Regions from separate parts of the Rattus norvegicus genome. Here region 1 is linked to region 2. The links are chromatin contacts, called in public Hi-C maps. All regions are on one chromosome and are shown on one strand. The core of a region is the stretch at or near the end of the contact, and the rest is flanking DNA. Distances in the headings are between cores, read along the strand shown.

Region 1 (4,004 bases), core at 696-3,195, 170 kb after region 2:
TAATATGGTGCTGACAGACTTTACCTAGGATGATTCAGGATAGGGATATTTTACATGGGAAAGTACTTCTTTTACATTCACTTATCGCATTAGCAAGGGCTGCATGGAAATTGCGATAGGTTCTCACCTCAATATGTATTTAAAAACCCCATTATCCCTGTGTATCCCCAACCTCACACACCACTTTCATTGAATTATCCTGGGAAGAAGCCACCATGACAAACCAACTATAATCTCTTGACATTGGGCAGAGAAGGGTTCTGTAAAGGTTTCTTTAGTGTCCCAACACAAGTTGAATAGCAAGGTGAAAGAATTATTCATTCTCTTTGGTTCATAGATAGGTAGGTCCCGGATACAATAGGTAATATTGTAGTTCTCACATGGGTATATTGATATGACATCTGGTAGTGCAGTCTTTCTGTGAAGCCAGGCTTCATGTAAAGTGTATGGACGAGTCAGTGCCCAGCATATGAGTTTAGAACCTGGTGACTATGATTACAGGCAGTTTCAGAGATTATAAGGTATAAACGTAGATCCTAGGGGAAAATAAGGCATAGGAGAGAGAGGGCTTGGAGGCTGGTCTTCCCAGATCCCAGTGGGGCAGTTGATATCATGTTATTTGATTATTTCCTTTTTATTATTTTAAATTTTAAATTAATATTTGAATGCATGTTTTTCAATAGTTCAAGCAACACAGAAACATAGGGAATGAAAAGAAGACCCTTTGCAATGGCTTTCACACTAGCCCTCTTCTCTCCCCAGAGATCAATCCTGTTAATTATTTCCTAAGTGTTTTAGTTTGAGATCATGCCTAAATATTAAGACAATATAACAAAGTGTTTTTACTATTTATATAGTGGGATACAATCATAATTAAAAATCTCATCATATTTATCATGTCCACACTCTTTTATATATCCCTATGATATTACAATTGCTTCATCAGAAATTCTAGAGAAATTCAAGGAGTTCATCTACTCCAGGAAAGATGACTCCTTAATATTTAAAATGCTGTTATCAGTGCTGCTGCGATGTTTTTACGCTCCCTAGATTGAAAAATAATCTTAACAAAATTCTCCAATGAGGCTGATGGTACTTTAATGGAGTTGAGTTGGTGGTTTTTAATTATATATATATATATATATATATATATATATATATATATATATATATATGAAAAGTTTATTGTGCCTACAGGTATGAGATATAATAGAAAGTACAAATAATGACAGGTATGCAGCATGGGAAAACCATGACCACCCATTCACACACCTCCTAACCCCTGCCACAATCGTCACCACACACATACATCTTGGCTGGGATATACCAGTATCAGGCTAGAAAATTCCCACTGAGGAAAGAAATTCACTTAAAGTAGCTCTTTAAAATCATCAACAATATAATTGTAAGTGGGTCATTGTTTGATTTTTCGATATTTATGTAAAGCAGATAGACTTTCTGTTCCAAAATAGCTGTTGTGTTTTGATTAGAGCATCAGAGTTTTCAAGGATGTCATGTCTCAAATGGTGTAATCACTTATACATAAGTTGATAATTGCTTTACAAAAATAAAAACCGTTGCAGTAGTAGTGGCAGAACGTGGGCCCATGTGGAGTCTTCTTTCAACCTTCAGGTTTCAACATGTTTACCTCTATTGTTTTAGAAAATATGGTGCTGGACTTTGGATGTTAAGGTATTTGTGCTCTTCGTGTAAGGAAGAGAGGAAAGAACCCTTGTGCCCATGCTCTCTGGTGGAGCCTGGTCCGAGCCGGGGCTGTATAGCATCTTACAAAGCTCTCTGACCTTCAGCAGATGGTTTTGCTCTGCATGCTTGGTTTCATTAGCTTCCTAAGCAAAAGCCTGAGAAATGAAGGAACACTCAGTCCATTTATCCAAACCTCTCCCAAGAAACACATTCCTGTTTATAGAGTACTCTTCACTGACCCATTCATACTCTAAGCCTATCACGTGTCACAGTTCCACTGAATCGTGAGCGGGATGGATAAGGCCCACATTTAGCCGCATGAAAGGGTTGCTTTTCTCACATGGGGTGGAAACCCAGGTCTCCTGTTTTCATTAGTATATTTTTCCATGAAATAACACACAAAGTATAAACACATTTGCCCTGAGATATAATGCCTCAAATCCACCCCCCTCCCATGGAAAAGAAAGTCAGCTTCTATGTATTTGGAAAAGAGATCAAGAGTGATTTAATCATTTTCTTAAAGCAACTAACTATGCTTAGTTTAATGTATACAGGTAAAAGTGGGTGACTCAGTGTAGCCGTTAAATTTAACAGTGGTCTCTCTAGCCATCTGTGTACTACAAAGCACATTACTGTTCATTACCTCCAGTTTAAGTTTCAGTTGCATCTACAAAGCCTCCGAGCTCCTACTTGGTGCCCCCACACAACAAAAACACAGAGACTCAAAGACAGTTTATCAGATAATTTTAATAGAGTCCCAGAAAATTCTGCACGTGTTCCCGAAGGTTGTCGATTGCTATCTTGGCAGAAAAATAGTTTTTTTTTATCTCATATCTGTCCAGTTAAAATGTATGACTTACTCATGGTAAGAAATCAAGCAAAAACAATCACACAAGAACAAAGCATTGGGACTTAGCACCCTTATCCAGATCTGAGCCCGAATAGGTTGCCCAGACCTCAGAGATATTCAAGGCATAGAACCATACACAGCAAGGTGTTATATTTCTCCTGAGAAAGAAAGGCTGAGTGGCTGCAAAGACCCTTAGCAAACAGAAGTATAAAGTTCACAACTTGGAAAAATAGTGTAAAATTTTATGAAACATGACGTAGGTATGACTGTATTCATGTATCATACCTGTAGAACACATAAGATTATAAATCTTCCCTTATGAACTTTTTTCTAATTTGTGTTCTCTCTCTGTCTCTGTGTGTGTGTGTGTGTGTGTGTGTGTGTGTGTGTGTGTGTTCTGAAGGTCAGAGAACAAGTAGGAATCATTTCTTTCACTATATGGATCTCAGGATTAAACTCAGGGCACCAGATTTGGCTGGAAGCGCCTCTGCCCACCTAACCATCTCTTTGTCTCTTTGTACCTGAATTTTACTCTTGAGTTCTTGGCTGATATTCATTCAGATTTAGTTCACCCTGGAGATCGTTTATGTTTATGGGCTTCAGCCGTCTTTGTTTTCCAAAGGAAAAAGACTTAAACAATGGTTCTAACCATTTTATCGTCTATTCTACAGTATTCCTAAACTTATTTCTTCAAAACTGTAGTTAAGGCCTGACAGACACTTTCACAATGTCAGGTTTATCCATCTAACCCTTCTGCAGCCTAGAGAGGAGAATGTGTCTAACATGGATATAACACGAAAGCTTTTTGGTTTTGCTAGTGTTATTGTTGTTTGTGTCGCTTGAGATGGAGGATTGCTATATAGTGCAAGCCTGGCTCCAAATGTGAGCCCTCTTTGTCTCCCTCCTGAATTTAAGACTTGTGGAGATCCACCACCACACCCAGCAGATACGCAATTTACTTTCACACTGAAGTGCTCATTAGAGCTTAGCCTATTGTGGCCAGAACTCAACTCCAAAAAGTATCATTAATCTTAGAATATAGAACTCACTGTTCAGTGTGCCCATTAAGTACAAAAGGGAGTTTCTTTGGAAATCCCACTCTTTCCAGTGCATACCTCCTGCACACTGTTGAAACTCCCCTGCCATGGCTCGAAGGTCAGTAGAGTTTGTGGAATCCACACTTAGGTAAAGAGAACGTTTCTGTTCCAGGTACATGCTACTTGCTGGTCAGCTGGAAGACATGTTTATGCTATCAGTCTTGTTTGAATGTTTCTTGGACAATATGATATTGGCCTATTGTTTTTCCCATTGTCCTTAGTAGTAATGGATGTCATATACATTTGTAAAAAAAAAAAAGAAAGAGGGATCTAAAACAAAATGTCCACAGAAAACTGAAGCAAAGAACGTTCCCAGTCAGCCTCATCTCCTTATACTCAACTGCATCCAGAAT
Region 2 (3,989 bases), core at 1,409-3,908:
AATTCTTTCCCTTCTGCCTTTGAATTCTGCAATCTTTTCTTTTTTCTTAGTTTATCAATCTCGCAAGAACTCAGAGTACAAAGTTTGACAGGTGTGATGAACACAGAAGTCTCTGTCTTGTTTTCACTCCTTGTTTTAGTCTTTTCTTTGAGTACAATGTTACTTCTGGGAGTCTCTTTACCTTGTACTCTCTGTTGAGTGGGCGTTTTCCCCTTTATTTTCTTTTATTGTTCTCTCACATTTTACATCCTAGCTGCAGTTTCCTCTCCTTCTGCTTTTCCCATTCCTCTTTTCAGCTCCTCTCTCCTCCAGATTCACTCCTCCCTGTTTCCCTTTTAAAAAATGAGAGAGAGCAGGCCTCCCAGAGCTATCAACCAAACACCATAAAAATGTGCAATGAGGGTAGGCACAAGCCCTCATTTTCAAGGCAACCCAGTAGGAGGTAAACGGCTCCAAAGGCAGGCAAAAGAGTAAGAGACAGCCCCACACCCACGGGTTGGAGTCCCACAAGAACATGTGCTGAGGACATAGGTCAGACCACTACAGGCACCGTGATTGTTACCTCAGCCTCTGTGATACCAATGAGCCTGCCTAGTTTATTTGTCACATCTTGTTCCTGTTGTATCGTCATGTGTTTTCTTACGGTGAATCAGTGGCAGATGGCCTTTTTTTTTTTTTTTTTAACATCAGTGAAGTTGTGCATACAATTTCCTAACTGATTCTGTTAATGTGTTACCTCGGTTGGGTTTGTTACTTTGAACCACTTTTGCAATAATTGTTTGTCAGACTGAGTTTACTAGTAGTCCAGTCTATTAAGAATTTCATCATCTTTGTTATAATGCCGGCCAGTCAGTTTTCTTTCCCGTGGTGACTTTATCTAGATTTAGCCTCAGGCAATGGTGCCTCATAGCATGAGCTGGAAAGTTTTCCCTGTTTTTCCTGAGTTTGAAGAATATATTACTCTTTAATATTCAGAAAGCTCACCGGTGAAATAACTGATCCTTGGATTTTCATTGTTGGAGGTTTTTGATCGTTCAATCTCTTCTTGATTTCATTCAATTCTCTTTTTGATCTTCAATCTCTTGTTGTAAGTCTGTTCAGAGTTACTGTTTCTCCTTAAACAAATGTGGGAGCTTCCATGGTTTACCTTTGTGATTAGAAATCTTAGGAAGATTTCTTTCCTTTCTAATCACATGCTGTCTTCCCTTCCATCATCTAAGTGTAAATAAATCTGGAGGTCAGAATAAAGATGTTGGCTTGTTAAAAATCTGAAAGGCAATATGTTCTAATAATGCTAAGCCAATTTTCTCACCAAAAGAAATCAAAGGAGACAGGAGAGTATCTTTATCTTTTGTATAATAAATGCTTCCTAATTGTATATCCTCTGTACCTTAGAAAATATCCATAAGAAAACATACTAAATTTTACTTTCTGAAGACTTGTCTAGACTTACTTTTCCCCCTGTAAAGGGTAGATTGTTCTGAGCCTCCAGATAGAAAGAGCATGCAGAATTTATAAAAATTATTTTTTTCTGTGAAATATTTAATATAATTTACTTGTCATCTTCTTATCATGCTCCCATACCTGGAGATTGTTGAACAGTTTTGTATGCATGTCCAAATCTGGAAGAGCAGAAGCATAGGGGACACAGACTAGATGCTTTGTAATTACTAACCTCTGTGAAAAAATTTAATCAGGAAATATTACTCACACCGTAAAAAGATCTCTCATCTCACCTGCATCTTCATTATTTTGCCTAAACATCCACTACTTCTTAAATTCAGACTAAACCAAACTATCTTTTACTTTTTACATTCATCACAGAACAGTAAGCCACCTCAATCAGAGGGTAAAGTAAATTATGCCTTTCCATCTTCCCCTTCTTCGTTCCCTCCCTCTCTGTCCCATCTCTCACACACAAATGAGCATGTGCATGCACACACACACACACACACACACACACACACACACACCACACACACACACACACACACACACACACACACACACCAGAGCCTAGTTGCTTCACGAGTCTATTCACCCACTCAACTGTAAGGGAACACATACTCTATGATATAGAGGCACTGTATTAAGTAATGAGCACATGACACTGACTGTCACAGACTCAGCTCATGACTCCTTTTATCAAAGACTTGGTTCACTACTGTTCATCCTGTCCAGAGTTCAGCAATAGAGTTTGATAGAGTGGAAGCTAAAAGGTAATGTAGCCATAACTCTGTGCATCTCCTGCCCAGGAAACAGTTAATGGCATTATCCAGGAAGTATCATGGACTGCACAAAAGGCATGTGTTTGCAACTTGAACACTGACAAAGAAGCAATTCCTTCTGCTAAAGAGGGTAGAATAAATCTTCCCTTTGCCCTTGCACACCCTGAGCTGCTGATCCAGCAGAGAATGCTAAATGCTCACATCTACAGAAGGCTGCAGGGTCAACCAAAGCAACAAGAGCCACACTAGGGGTTAACCAGAACAGCACAAAACCAAAATTTTGCTGACCATACTGGGGAAAGCAAAGCCTTGAAGCCATTGACAAAAACTGTGCCCAGAAGAATCAAAACAGCCAAGAACTAATGTGTCCAACAGTAACTAAGAGAGTGGGGGTTGCCAGTCACAGAAAGGACAGTCTGGACCAAGAGCAGCTAAAGAGGTGAGGCTGTGTGAATCAAGTGCCAATGCCCTTGTCTCTGTGACACAGTACTGTGGATAGTCTGAGACTGAATCCCAGCTCCACCATTATGCCACTGTGACATTGGGTGCCTCATTGAACCTCTCAGAAGTTTAGACATTTTGTCTATAAAACAAGCTTACAAGATTGTGAGAATAAGAGAGAGTGGATGCAAAATAGGTATTGGTTAAAGAGCATGTGCTTTTTCTTCTGAAGGATGCGCTTTTTCTTCTGAAGGGATGCTCATCGCCAAAGCAATTCTTCAATAGTTTTCTTAAAGTTGCAGGCTCTCATCTGCTGGTCCACATCAGGGCTCAAAGCCAGATAACACCCTGCCAGGGAGATTTTAACTGTGTTTATTCTGTTTCAGTGAGGTGCGCCCTTTGATGGGTTTCCTAAATATTTCTCATATGTTTACCTGTATCCTTAATATTCCTCAGTGTTTGGTGTGCTTTATGGACAGACACTCATTTATTTTTGTTCTCACTGAGTGTCGTACTGTTATACATGGTGAGCCCTTAACAAATATTTAATATTCTGTATGCATCTCTTTACTTCATGTTTGCATATTTTTGTTTTAAAAGGTCATGAACTTAAAAAGAAACTTTGCAGATTTTTATATATGCACATGTATGTATGATGTATATAGCATATATCTATATCTACCCATATATTTATAACCATATCTATATTCAGTCTGTTCAGAAAGGTCCTCAACACACTGGTAGGTGCTACAGTTCCTGTTCACAGAAAGGAACACTTAAAAATGGGATGTTTGCAAGTATTTGCCTAAGTTAAAGTCTAGAAATATTACAAGTGAGAAGACACACATACTCTGCTTCAGGTAAAAAGCAGTCATTCTTTTTCTGAGGCAATTTTATTACATAAAAAGTACTTAATGTAAAACAATCTGAAGAAATTAAGACTAAAGCAGTAGTTGTCATCAGCGTGGACCCTTACCAGAGTTCCTCGTATTCTTTTAGTTGTTACTAATTTTACCCTTTGGGCTTACAGACAATGGTTGTAAAACCCAGAACAACTCTGTGAGCAGGTGTATTGCAGCCCAACCTTGGCCGTGATGATCTTGTAGCGAATTATTTTTTAATATGTAGCTTCTCGCCAAGCATTGCATAATCTGTTTGAGTTGCCATCGTTAGGAAATGGGCAAAGAACAGCAAGCATTTCCCTGAATCACAGAATTACAACAGCCTGCAGAGCAAAGGCCTTTCAGAAGTCAACAGCTCCCCACCCCATGTCCCCTGCCTCATGCTACTCCCCACTCCCACATCCACAGGAGTCCGTGC

Evidence for each region. A called contact is a pair of places that touch in the nucleus more often than the background predicts.
Region 1: a Hi-C map of liver shows a contact between it and region 2, with 6 times the contacts expected there. The contact joins two enhancer-like sites. A contact is called at or near these places in 3 of 12 Hi-C or Micro-C datasets (hepatocytes and liver).

Annotation. Positions count from the first base shown.
Region 1 is chr3:73,173,741-73,177,744 of GRCr8, forward strand. It overlaps a transcript of B3galt1 not described here. Among named protein-coding and RNA genes, the nearest start is that of B3galt1, 43 kb to the right of the region's middle. Within about 2 kb of position 1,946, at least 1 of the 93 cell types and tissues checked has an H3K27ac peak or open chromatin away from gene starts, as enhancers often do. A contact at or near this core is called in liver, where this site is marked.
Region 2 is chr3:73,002,348-73,006,336 of GRCr8, forward strand. It overlaps a transcript of B3galt1 not described here. Among named protein-coding and RNA genes, the nearest start is that of B3galt1, 210 kb to the right of the region's middle. Within about 2 kb of position 2,659, at least 8 of the 93 cell types and tissues checked have an H3K27ac peak or open chromatin away from gene starts, as enhancers often do. A contact at or near this core is called in liver, where this site is marked.